Linked DNA regions of Mus musculus: all the other regions are linked to region 1. Evidence: chromatin contacts called from public HiChIP or PLAC-seq data. All regions are on one chromosome and are shown on one strand. The core of a region is the stretch at or near the end of the contact, and the rest is flanking DNA. Distances in the headings are between cores, read along the strand shown. Region 1 has its middle 18 kb from the start of Slain2. Region 2 overlaps Fryl (FRY like transcription coactivator). Region 3 holds the start of Nfxl1 (nuclear transcription factor, X-box binding-like 1).

Region 1 (4,088 bases), core at 948-3,447:
ATATTCTTGGGCCAGCAAGTGGCACTATTAGGAGGTATGGCCTTGTTGGAGTAGGTGTGTCACTGTGGGTGTGGGCTTTAATACCCTAGTCCTAGCTGCCTGGAAGTGAGTCTTCTCTTAGAGGCCTGCAGATGAAGATGTAGAACTCTCAGCTCCTCCTGCACCATGCCTGCCTGGATGTTGCCATGCTCCTGCCTTGGTGATACTGGACTAAATTTATGAACCTGTAAGCCAGCCCCAATTAAATGTTGTCTTTATAAGAGTTACCTTGGAGCTGGGCATGGTGGTGCACGCCTTTAATCCCAGCACTCGGGAGGCAGAGGCAGGCAGATTTCAGAGTTCGAGGCCAGCCTGGTCTACAAAGTGAGTTCCAGGACAGCCAGTCTCGAAAAAACAAACAAACAAACAAACAAAGAGTTACCTTGGCCATGGTGTCTGTTCACAGCAATAAAACCCTGAGACACATATTTTTCCACATCAAGAAATACTTGGATCTCAGATAGGGTGCCATTACGTCTGTGAGGACTGCAGAACTCTTGGAGCAAAGTGCTCTGGGAAGAGCTTGCTATCATTCACACTTGCCTCAGTCTTTCTTGTATTAACATCGCTGCACATCCACAGACGAGGTAAGAAGAAATAGGGAATGGGGGCAGGGTGAGAGGACAAGCCAGGTTAGCTTGTCACCTGAGCGCGAGCGAGCTTTCGTTTCTGGCTCCTGTCCCTGAGCGTGAAGATGCGGTCAGGCTATTTGCTTGTCCTGATTCTCTTGGAGACCTTTGGCCTTGTTTTGTGCACATATCTGGGGAAGCTCGAGATCTTGGACTGTAGAGTGCTACACAGGGCGCTGCTGGCATTCAGTTACGTCACTTGGTGGGAAGATGATGGAAATTAAATGGCTCAGGCTGGATGCTCTGGAGAAACCTCTGGCCATCCTTCTCACCCAGCCCCCCGGTGAATGAATGAAGCCGTCACCCCTGTACCCTGCCCGCCACCTACTGCCTCTCCTCTCTCATTAGCTTGTTGGAGTCATTCTCACTCAAATAAACACAGAGCTTTCCATAAATAACCTTCAAATCCATTCTTCAACCAGAGTGATCTGCCTAAAGCACAAATAGCCCTGTAACCCATTCTAGATGCCCGTGTGATGCCTCATTGCCCATAGAATAACCACCAAGCTTATTCTCCTGAACACAAGGTGTCACAGCCGCCATTCCCTGCTGGCTAGCGCTCTTGTTTCTTATCCCTACCCACAGCAATTAGTGCCACGAGCAGCCAGCTGCTTTAACTGCAGCTCACACCACACACACACACACACACACACACACACACACACACACACACACACATACCATCCATCTCTTGCCTCTGAGTCCCTCAATCCCACCACCCAGCATACCCTCCCTCTCTCCTGGATGATGACTATGTTATAATAGAGTCTACGCAAAATACTCTTATTCCACTGGGCGTGCTGGTTCTTGTCCGTAATCTCAGCACTTGGAGAGGTAAGAATGAGAATCAGGCATTCAAGCCTCATAATGAGTTCAAGTGGAGATCAGCCTGAGATTAGTGAGACTTGTTTCAAGACACATGTACACACACACACACACACACACACACACACACGTGCACAAAAAATACATATACATGCACACATACATACACACATGCACACGCATACTTATGTGTATTCTTTTTTTTTTTTACAAACATAATAATTGCCCTGCTCTGATTATTACCCAAAATACAGGTGGCCTCTTGGTGTGATATTCCCTGGTGACTCCGAAATCACACTGGCCATTGTGGTCTATTTTGAGAAATCACACTGGCCATATGGTTTATTTTGAGCAGTAGAACGCAAGCAAGTTATACTCATCACTTCCAAGTAGACACTTCAAAAAAAGGAGTGTGACTTACAGTGCCTGTTCTCTGTCCCTTTCTGTTTTTACTGTTATGAGGTCAGTAATATTCTAGAGGCTTCTAAGCACCTAGAGTGAAGTCAGTATTCAAAACCTGCCAATGACATGACCTGAGACACATCTCAGTGGGTGTAAGCGCCTGGCCTTTTAGAGTCCTTTGCGTGTCTTATTTAGAGTCCACAATAGTGGATCCTGACGCTGGCAATTGTCTGCTATCCTTATCACTGGGCCTTATCTCTCCCGAGGTTCTGTGGTAGCTGCACCGCCACACAACGCTAGACAATACAACCTCCTATTGGAGGAAGTCCCTAGTTCAAGACTTTTGGCAGGAGGCAGGCTTTACCTCCCACTAAGGAAGTTAAAAATAGCAAACACTTGTTCCCCACATTCCTCCTAGTGAGGGAACAGGCACGTGACCTAAGGTCATCCTTAGAAGCGTCCCACTTAGGGCTTTGGAACCTTGATACAAAGTGGGAACAATGTTGCACAGCGCAGGTTCTATGGCTGCCGGTTGTATTCTCCATCCAGGGAAGTAATAGCAAAGAACACCGAGCCAGGGTCACAGTGTGCATTGTGTAGCGATAAGATTAGCAGAACGTTCCAGTTGAGCGACCCGCCTGGGTTGTCGACTTCTCAGTCCTCCTGGCTCCTGTTCACTTTCTGAGCCTCCCAGGAGCCTCTCCTACAGTTCTCTCAGTAACTCTGATATACCCAAGATCCTTCCAGTCACCGCCTCCGATTCCCCTCAGATTCTCTAGCTGTTTCAAGAGCCCGTAACTGAGAATCTTGTTCCCAGGAATCCCCAGGACCCAAAATGATGCAGGGTCCATATGGAATCATGGTTTTATTTTATGTATGCCTGTGCACCCCGTGCATGCATTGCCTGTGGAGGACAGACAAAGGTGTCAGGTCCTCTGAGACTAGAGTTATAGACAGTTGTCAGATGCCATGTGGGTGTTGAACCAGAAGACTAGCCAGTTGTCTTAACTGCTGAGCCATCTCTTCAGCCCCTCCAACCACATTCAAAGAGTCCAATTTGGCATCTTCCAAAAATCTTACTTATTTACCAAGATCAGACCTCACACTGTAGTCCAACCTGACCTCAGATTCCTAGCAATCCTCCTGCCTCAGCCTCCTAGGCAAAAACCTATTTTTTTAAAAAAAGATTTTTATTGTAATTTATCTGTCCACTAGAATGAATGGGTGTGTGTGTTTGTGTGTGCCCTTGGAGGCCAGATTCCTTGGTCTAGAGTTACATGTAGTTGTGAGCTATCACAGGTTCTTGGAACTGTACTGGGGTCCCCTAGAAGAGTAGCAAGCATGATTAACCACTGAGTCATCTCTCCAGAGGCCCCCAGATGATCTTTGAAAAGCCCTAGTCCTTAATTCTTCTGGTGAGCATTAAAGGGAATCCCACCCCTGAGCTGTACTCAGCCACACTATTCTCTTTCTCTACACTGCTTCACTCCGAGAAGGCTCCTCACGGCTGCCCCACCCCAGCCTCCGGCCGTCCAGTGCCTGCAGCTCTTCTCCTTTTACCACCCCCACCCCCACCCAGGCCCCCACTGTCTTGGCTCACTGTTATCAATGACATCTTACAGCGACTGGCTGGGTCCTTCCTTCTTTGTTTCACCTCCCAGATCTTGTTACCCCTTCTCATTTCCCCAACGCTGCATCATGAATTCTGCAAGTCTGAGAATCAAATTGACCACAATTCTCTGTAAAGGTGTATCTCCCAGGCCATAGCCACCTCCTAACTTCTGTAACTTGCACCAGGCTACTGTTGCTTTTATTAAATTGGGGACATCCTAACATCCAAGAATGGAGAGCCACTCTTGAAAACCTGCATTTCCAGGTTGAAAAAAAAAATGTGGTGTGCTGAAGAAATGGCTCAGCAGTTGAGAGCACTTGCTGTTCTTGCAGAGGCCCTGGGCTGGCTCCCAGCACACACATCAGGTGGCTCACAGCCCCCTGTTACTCCAGCTCCAGGGGATCCGGATCCAATGCCTTCCTCTAACCTCTGTGGGCATACATATCATACACACAGTGCACATACAGACATGCAAACACAGGCAAGCAAACATACACACACATACAATGTGCACATACAGACAATCTCGCATGCACACACAGAGAACAACATTGATACCCCATTTCTTCAATGTAAGAATC
Region 2 (4,088 bases), core at 623-3,122, 340 kb after region 1:
CTCAGTACACATGCATATACTTTAGAAAGCAGAGGCAGCAGCAGCTTACAGAGAAACAGGAAGCATGATGAGACGTCCCATGTGGCAACACCATATTGAGCCTTGGTGGGAAATGGTGAGAACTGAGATCAGATTCTCCTAGAACCAAATCATAAGGAGATTGGAATGTGTTGTGTTCGGGGATTGGGACCAACGGTGTCAGACAGCAAGACTGGTCATCAAGTTTTAGAAAGCCACACTGAGGTGCCAGATACCAGAGGAAGGGACAACTGGAAGACAGAAGATGTTCTGGGTGTCCTGAGTGGTGAGGGAATGACGAAGAAGGGCACAGACTGAGAACCAGGGATGACAAATTAAAAGGTGACAGGTGCACAGAGTTCTCAGTGTCAGGGAGTGGATTAATAAATTCAGTGGATTTTTTTTTTTTGGTTTTTCGAGACAGGGTTTCTCTGTAAAGCCCTGGCTGTCCTGGAAATCACTTTGTGGACCAGGTTAGCCTCAAACTCAGAAATCCACCTGCCTCTGCCTACCAAGTGCTGAGATTAAAGGCGTGCACCACCACGCCCAGCATTAAATTCAGTGGATTCTTAACAGTGGTTAAAAAAGAGGTGATTCGGAGCTCTACAAGACTTGAGCCAAATATAATAATGCGGACTAGAAACTGGAAGTAGTGAAGAGAATTAAATTTATTAAAAACTGTGGAAAAAAAACAGCTAATAAGGCTTTGAATGACCTCAACACAAAGAAATTACGTTTTGAGCTGGATGGCTATGCCGGCGACGGCGAAATATCACACGGTGCCTGCCTCCAAAAATACATAGGTACCTATTGGTTTTTATTTAACTTATTTTTACTTTATGTTGTGGGTGTACACATACGTGTACGGGGGGGGGGGGTGGCATGTATGTGCCACAGCACACATGTGAAGGTCAGAAGTCAACTTGGAGAAATTGGTTCTTGTCCATTATATGGGTCCTGGGATGGAAATGAGGCCGTCACAGCCTTTACCCACTGAGCCACTCACCAGCCCCGTCATTATGTTTTCATGAAATATAGTCATTTTGCTTGACTATTTTCTTGAGACAGGATCTCAGTGTGTACTTTATGCTGACCTCCAATTTAGCATCTTCCTATCTCAGTCTTATGGATGTGTCACCATGCCTAACTTTTTTTTTTTTTTAAATTTAACACACATCTTGATATGCAACCCAGGCTGGTCCCAAACTCACAGGTCTCTTGCTTCAGCTTCCTGACTGCTGAGATCCTGCATCTGCCTTAGCGGGATTTTAAAGCATGGAGGAATTTTTTTTTTTTTAAATAAAGCAAAGGCACATACATAGCACTGTCCCCAGAGTTAGGTGGCACAGCAAAAGGAACTAGATGACTCCAGTACCGACTGGTCTAATTTGAACAAAGAACAGAGGAAGAGCCAGGCAGAGGTTTTAAAATAGGTCTGCAAATTCTTTGATGCTCCTAGGAAGGAGGGTGGACCCATGGCCCCTCCCCTTCACCCCTGCAGTCTTTGTGACTGTCCCACAAACAACAAGGGGTAAGTGGTAAGGAGCTGAGGGGTACCAGAAAAGGGCACACTTAGCTACTGATGGTCTCCAGAAGCACCGCCCTGGAGGCCAAGCGCCTCCACCTCTGTGGGAGTCCTGCTCTCCTGAGGTCACCCTGTGGAGAGATCGTGTGAAGGGACAGCTCGGGAGTCCCAGCTGTGTGAAGCTTCCCAGGCCTTTGTCACATGAAAGCCCCAGGCTTGTCTTGCAGGCAGCCAGCCTCAAAGAGAATCTAAGAGATTGGGAAGGCCTGGCTGAGCTGAGGCAAACCCCATAGCTGTGAGCAAAATAGATGACTGTTTTTGTTTCAAACCAACCGCTCCTGGGTGGGTCTTCACACAACAGTACAGATACCACAGAAAGGTCGGCTACTGAGCAGAGTGAAACCCTCCCCTGACCCAACAACAGGGAGAAAGCTGGTGAGGAGATCCATCAGGGATAGACAGAAGGGTGTTGGTTGGTAGCAGAGGTGGGAGGGGAGTGGACAGTGGGGGAGGGGACTGAGTTTCCTCACACAAACGCACCCCCCCTCAAAAAAAAAAAAAATCAAGGGAGAAAGGTGAGTGATGGCATCCTTGGTTTGTAAATCATGTGACGAACTTCAAAACTCACCAAAGCCTGACGATGCTGAAGATCATTTTAAAGGGGATTTGGGTTTTTTTTGTTGTTGTTTTTTGTTTTTGTTTTTTTTTCTTGAGACAGGGTTTCTCTGTATAGCCCTGGCGGTCCTGGAACTCACTTTGTAGACAAGGCTGGCCTTGAACTCAGAGATCCACCTGCCTCTGCCTGAGCTGGGATTAAAGGCATGTGCCACCACGCCCGGCTGGGGATTTGTTTTTTAAGTTTATTCAAATTTCTACACATTTTCTTCAGATTTAAACAAACAAACAAAATCTGTGAGCTCATTTCCTTCTTCCTGACATTTCGATGGGGCTGTTACCTAAGATTGTCTCATTAACCAGCCAATCTGACACAGGATGAAGAATCATGCTCTATGCTGAGGCTCTCACAAAGAAGCAGGGGCCCCTCACCTCAGGGGCCTCAAATTTCATCCGTCTCCACCCATTTTTGTTTGTTTGTTTGTTTGTTTGTTTGTTTTCAAAACAGGCTTTCTTTGTGTAGCCCTGGCTGTCCTGGATCTCCTGTAGAGGATGCTAGCCTGGCACTCAGATCTGCCGGCCTCTGTCTCGGGAATGCTGGGATGCAAGGCTTGGGCCAACTCCACCCTGTTTTAACAAGTCATGATTACTGTCTAAGGGCTGCCATTCAAGCAAGAGGGAAACACTGTTTCAAAGTTTGTAAAACTTGTATTGAATGAAACAATGAAACAATCTAAAACTAGTCTTACCATTAGTTAGTGACTTGTGTACTATCAGGAGATGCTAAAGGCTAGAGCCACGGCTCGGTGGGCAGAAGAGCTTGCTCCAAATGGTTGAGGGCCTGAGCTCAAATCTCGAAACTCATCTCAAAGTTGACGATGCAGCATAAGCATCTACAGTCCCTGAGCTCCTGTGGAGAAATGGAACCCGGCAAAGACACGAGAGGTGTTTTCCTCCCAGAGGCTGTGGACTAGCTAGTCCAACAGAGACCCTGTCTCTATATACACCAGGATGGGGGCAAGAGCAACGCCTGAAAACGTTCTCATGCACTCTGCATACCATGGCAGGTGTGTGCCAACATTCATGCTCTCTCTCTCTCTCTCTCTCTCTCTCTCTCTCTCACACACACACACACACAATAAAGGACCTTCTAAAGAAGTTCTGGTGGCGATGTGAATATTTTTAAAGCCGCAACACAGAGTGAGCACTAAGTACTCACTGATTTAAATCGCTACACATCAAATTATACTGACACCCACTCTCCTCCCTTTGTTAGCAATAGGACGTTGGCGTCTCTGCTATACACATGGCTATCTACCCAAATGTTACATCTCCCAGCTTGGTCTCTAACTGGTTGTAACAGTATGACCATGCTGTAGCCCAGAGGATCTGAAAAATGAGGCTAGCCATTCTGGGAAGGCGTTTGTCCTAGTTTGGTCTCTATTACTGCAACAAAACACTGACCAAAAGCAACTCACTGAGGAAAAGGCTTATTGCATCTTCCAGTTTGTAGGCAGTCATTGAGGAAGGGCAGGGCAGGAACCAGGAGGCAGGAACTGAAGCAGAGACTCCTTGCTCCCAGGTTCATGGTCTACCTTCCTTCCTTTCTTCCTTTCTTTCTTTCTTTCTTTCTTTCCTTTTCTTTTCTTTTCTTTTCTCTCTCTCTCTCTCTTTCTTTCTTCCTTTCTCTCTCTCTCTCTTTCTTTCTTCCTTTCTCTCTCTCTCTCTCTCTCTTTCGTGTGTGTGTGTGTGTGTGTGTGTGTGTGTGTGTTTCTAGACAAGGTTTCTCTTTGTAGCTCTGGGTGTCCTGGAACTGGCTATGTAGACCAGGCTGGCCTCGAACTCTGAGATCTGGCTGGCTGCCTCTGCCTCCCAAGTGCTGACATTAATCATATGGACCACCCCAGGCCAGCCTTCCTTCCTTTCTTAT
Region 3 (4,088 bases), core at 435-2,934, 340 kb before region 1:
CCAGGTAATTGTCTTAACTTATTCCTTCCTCACAAATGTCAACTACTATATACTTTATACTATACACTATACACTATATACTATATACTATATACTATATACTATATACTATATACTATATACTATATACTATGTAGAGAATGCTTGCTTTCCTACTATCCACAAAACCCAAGCCAGCTTACCAACTTGTTCATAGGTCTCTAAATAGCACACTGCACCTCTATGATTAACTGACCAATTGCCAGCAAAATCAACGCAAACTAACTTTCAAGTTACCCTGGGAAACCCCACGCAGAGACTCAATTTTGCTCCTAGCAGGAAGGGAGAACTGATGCAATTCTACTATAATTTCAGAAATAAAAATTTTAAACCTCTTCTGAAAAAATACCTTCCAAACACAAAACACTTTCAGGGACCACTCTCTTTTATCTGGAGTGTTATGTATAAACACTCTCAACGTCGCCCTAAAAGATCTTGGACCAAGGCTATTGGCAAATCCATCGTGGCAACACCTGATACATCATGGAAAGACATGGAATTTCTGCACTGGGATCAGTTAAAAACAACAACCAAAACGCTTACAGGGTCCAAAAAGTCAGGTAGCCTGGGAAAGATGGCTATCAACAACTGGTCTTGAAAGTCGAGTTGATTAATGAAGAATGGAGTTCCCAATCTGTTCGTAAATGGAATTCTGAGACCTTAGCCTAGCTTGCTGTTACCATACACACAGATGCGAAAGCACAAGGTCCTATTTTACGACAGATGTTAAACATCTTAGATTATAAAAGAAAACAAACTCTGGCGATCCATTTACTGAGTTAACCAAATCAGCTGCACACAATTGAAGAAAGTGACTAACAAAGGCAATTATCAATTAAAATGAGGATGCAAGCGATGAGATGAAAATCTGCCTGAATGGAGACGGTTCCCTGAGACTAAACTCCGGGAGCTGTTAAAAAGTGAATGAGAGACTTGGAGGGCCCTGGCAGCCAGCGATAAGTAGGGAAGTGACTTGGGGAGTTTGGTGGGGCGGGAGACCCGAGCCATCCTCACCTGAGCCATCCTCACCCCGGGCCCCCGGGGGCTGCGGGGCTTCGCCTCCAGCTGAGCGCTGCCCGCGACCCGCAGGGGCCAGAGCTGCTGCTCCCCCGGGGCCGGGGCCCGAAGACACCGCGCCCCCAGACCCTTTGGCTCGCCCTCCTCCAGCGCCACCAAAAGGGACTCCATTTCCTGAGAGGGGCACTGCGGTGGCCCGTCCTCGGGCTCGGCCTCGGCCAGCGGCCACCTGGCGCCAGGGAGCGTCCATCCCTGCAGCGGAGAGATAAAGGAGAAGGAGCGTGAACGGGCGTCCGAGGATGGAGGCGGCTGCCGAGGGACCGCAGGGTCAGGCTGGGTGCGGACGGACCCCGCGACACGGAGACCCGGGTCTGAGGAGGTTGCGGCCCTGTGTCTCCCGAGGGCGAGTCCCGCCAAGCCCAGGCTCGAGCGACGGGCGAGGAGGGAAAAGACGGAGGGCAGAAAAGAAGCACGGAGCCACGAGGAGCCCACCCGGGACAGGAAAAACCCAGCCACGGGAAATTCTCCTCAGCCTCAGGAGAAGTGCGGTAGGCACAGAAACGCGAACTGACCGTGCGGCCGCGGCCGCGGCCGGGAACCAACTGCTGAAGTGGACCGCACCGAAAAGCTACGTCTCCTTACCGACGGCGCCCACCGCCAGGGACTACAACTCCCAGAAGCCTCCGCCCGCGGACCGCAGAATGCGTGGCAGCGAGGCAGCTTTTTTTTTTTTTTTTTTTTTTCCCGGAAGAGACGAAGGAATGCTCAGTGCGCATGCGCGGTCGTTCGCGGCCTTTGGGGAACTACATTTCCCAGAGTGTTCCGAGGCTCATGAAAAGTAGACGCCTCCGTTGGTGGGCGTGCCGGGAGCATGCTGCTACTGGCGGCTGCTCCCAGGAAATACGCGAGGTTTCAGGATTCAGAGAGGGCAAAATTCACAAACAGTTGTTCTCGCCATAGTCTTGCTGCTTGCAGGTAGCAGGCAGGTCCTCGTCCAGGAAGTACTTAGAAAACAGAAGACGCCATGGGGAGCAGGATCAGAAGAGCCACGGGAGCATTGTAGGAAAAAATGGTTTGAGTGGAGAAAGCTTTCAGAACTCACAATGAAATCTAGCCCCTAGTATTAACCACCTTTTATACTTTAAAACAAGCTTTCCCTTAGAGACTGCTTCTTTTCCTTTCAAGGCTGCTCCCTCCAGTAGATTCATTAAGGAAAATAACTGAAAGCCAGCAGCTAATCTTTACGTATAGATTGCAGAAATTCATTTAGTGGTCTCTTGGAAAATGAGCTGAATTTTTGTTGATATTTGAAGTTATACAATCCTTAAATTACCCTTCAGCTTAGTTAATTTCCCAACATTTACCACAAATATATTTAGATGCCATTCAATGTGTCCAGGAGTGTACAAAATATTTACATATATATGTGTGTGTGTCTGTGTGTGTGTGTGTGTTTGCACATATACAAAGTTTTACACTTATAATTTATTGAGATGAGTTTTTTTAATATTATCTAGGCTGTTCTTGAACTCATGATTCTCTCACCACAGCCTTAGAAGTTGTTGGGGCTCCAGGCCTTCATCATCATGTCCATTGTGTCAATATTTTTTTTTATTCAAAATAACCTTATTTATCATTCCAATTTTACCACTGGGAAAACTAAAGCATAGAGAGGTAATTGTGCTGAAACTAAGCTTTAATTCTATCATGTTTTTAATTTCTTGTACATAGGTATTACATCATGGCCTATAATTCATCCAAAACCAGTAAATGTCGAGGGAATATTGAGGTGGCTGATGATAAGGAGACCCTCATAGAACCTTGGTGTGTAGCACAGATCTGCGTTAGCACATTGTCCAAATCTCCATACTAAACCTTCCTGAGAACACATTCCCTCCAGTCCTCCAAACATTAGTTATAAACTATTCTAATATTTATCGAGAGCTTCAAACAAGCATTCCTTCCTTTTCTTTTACATACCTGTTTAATAACATGTGGAGTCTCATCATTGAAACCAATTTTTAATAAATAAATGACACCAAAAAAATCTTTTTCAACACTCCAGCAGGGCCTGGGTTGCAACTAGGTAAAGTGACTCCTGGCCTCCTCTCTTAGACATATGATGATTGTGTAATTCTCTTTAATGTTCTGCATCTGCAATGTCCTGATAAGCCACGTGGAAACTAGTTACTCCTCGGCCTTTGTAATGAAACCTGTAAGTGGCTGGAGGTTTAAGTCAAGGGGTATGCCCTTGAAGGATTCTCTCTCTGTCTCTCTCTCTCCCTCCCTAACTCCCTCTCTTCCTCCCTCTTTCCCTCCCTCTCTCCCTTTCTCCCTCCCTCTCTTCCTCTCTCTTTCTCTCTCCTAGAGGTATGAGATTTGGCCCCCACCACACATGCCTAGAATGATATATCATTTAACCACAAATACAAATCAGTGAAGCCAGTCTTTTAAGATTGAAACCTCAGGAACCCATAGACCAAAGCACACTTTTCCTTTTTTTAAGGGAGTTTATCTCAGGAATGTGATATGGTTCATAGAAAGCTGGAAAACACATACGGCTATTCCAATTATATTGGAGTACTTTAAAAGGCAAAAACTTCACCTATTCAAATTTTTCCATGAATGTAATGAGAATTTATAATGATAACCACTTTGACATCAAACAATGTTATGAGCTCACTGCATGAACAAATACTATTACATCATAAGCCTTGACCATGCAGAACAACACAGGAGCATGTGTAAGTGGAGAGTACATTTTCAAGTTTTTCATGCTGCTATGTTTACTTTGAAATTTCAGATAGCAACATAAATAAAGGTTCTTTGATGTTTTTCAAAGGGCTATGGGTTTACAGAGTGAGAAATATAACTTTGAGCTTGTATTTGACTTTAATTAAAAAAAAAAACTTTTCCCACAAAAAGTTTTAAAACTTAATAAGGTGAAAAAAAGATGAATAAAGTGACAGTCCCAAGCATTGGGAGTGCTCAGATTTTCTGGTAGGAGTGGAAACTGCTTAAAAGTCAAAAAT

The links. HiChIP or PLAC-seq counts read pairs in DNA pulled down with a chosen protein or histone mark.
Region 2: an H3K27ac HiChIP or PLAC-seq map of extraembryonic endoderm stem cells shows a contact between it and region 1, with 3 times the contacts expected there. The contact joins two enhancer-like sites. A contact is called at or near these places in 2 of 484 Hi-C or Micro-C datasets (the HL-1 cell line and embryonic stem cells) and 2 of 115 datasets of contacts at active chromatin or transcription factors (embryonic stem cells and extraembryonic endoderm stem cells).
Region 3: an H3K27ac HiChIP or PLAC-seq map of extraembryonic endoderm stem cells shows a contact between it and region 1, with 2.3 times the contacts expected there. The contact joins the promoter of Nfxl1 here to the enhancer-like site in region 1. A contact is called at or near these places in 9 of 39 promoter capture datasets (the 3T3-L1 cell line, 3T3-L1-derived adipocytes, the C10 cell line and 5 more), 1 of 115 datasets of contacts at active chromatin or transcription factors (extraembryonic endoderm stem cells) and 1 of 9 other capture datasets (liver).

Annotation. Positions count from the first base shown.
Region 1 is chr5:72,894,719-72,898,806 of GRCm38.p6, forward strand. No RefSeq gene overlaps it. Among named protein-coding and RNA genes, the nearest start is that of Slain2, 18 kb to the right of the region's middle. Within about 2 kb of position 2,198, at least 24 of the 459 cell types and tissues checked have an H3K27ac peak or open chromatin away from gene starts, as enhancers often do. A contact at or near this core is called in embryonic stem cells and extraembryonic endoderm stem cells, where this site is marked.
Region 2 is chr5:73,235,344-73,239,431 of GRCm38.p6, forward strand. The region is part of intron 1 of Fryl (FRY like transcription coactivator); the gene reads right to left. Among named protein-coding and RNA genes, the nearest start is that of Fryl, 19 kb to the right of the region's middle. Within about 2 kb of position 1,873, at least 86 of the 459 cell types and tissues checked have an H3K27ac peak or open chromatin away from gene starts, as enhancers often do. A contact at or near this core is called in embryonic stem cells and extraembryonic endoderm stem cells, where this site is marked.
Region 3 is chr5:72,557,961-72,562,048 of GRCm38.p6, forward strand. Nfxl1 (nuclear transcription factor, X-box binding-like 1) reads right to left here and starts at 1,685. Exons shown (of 23, transcript NM_133921.3): 1 at 1,629-1,685; 2 at 1,054-1,308. The coding sequence starts at 1,306.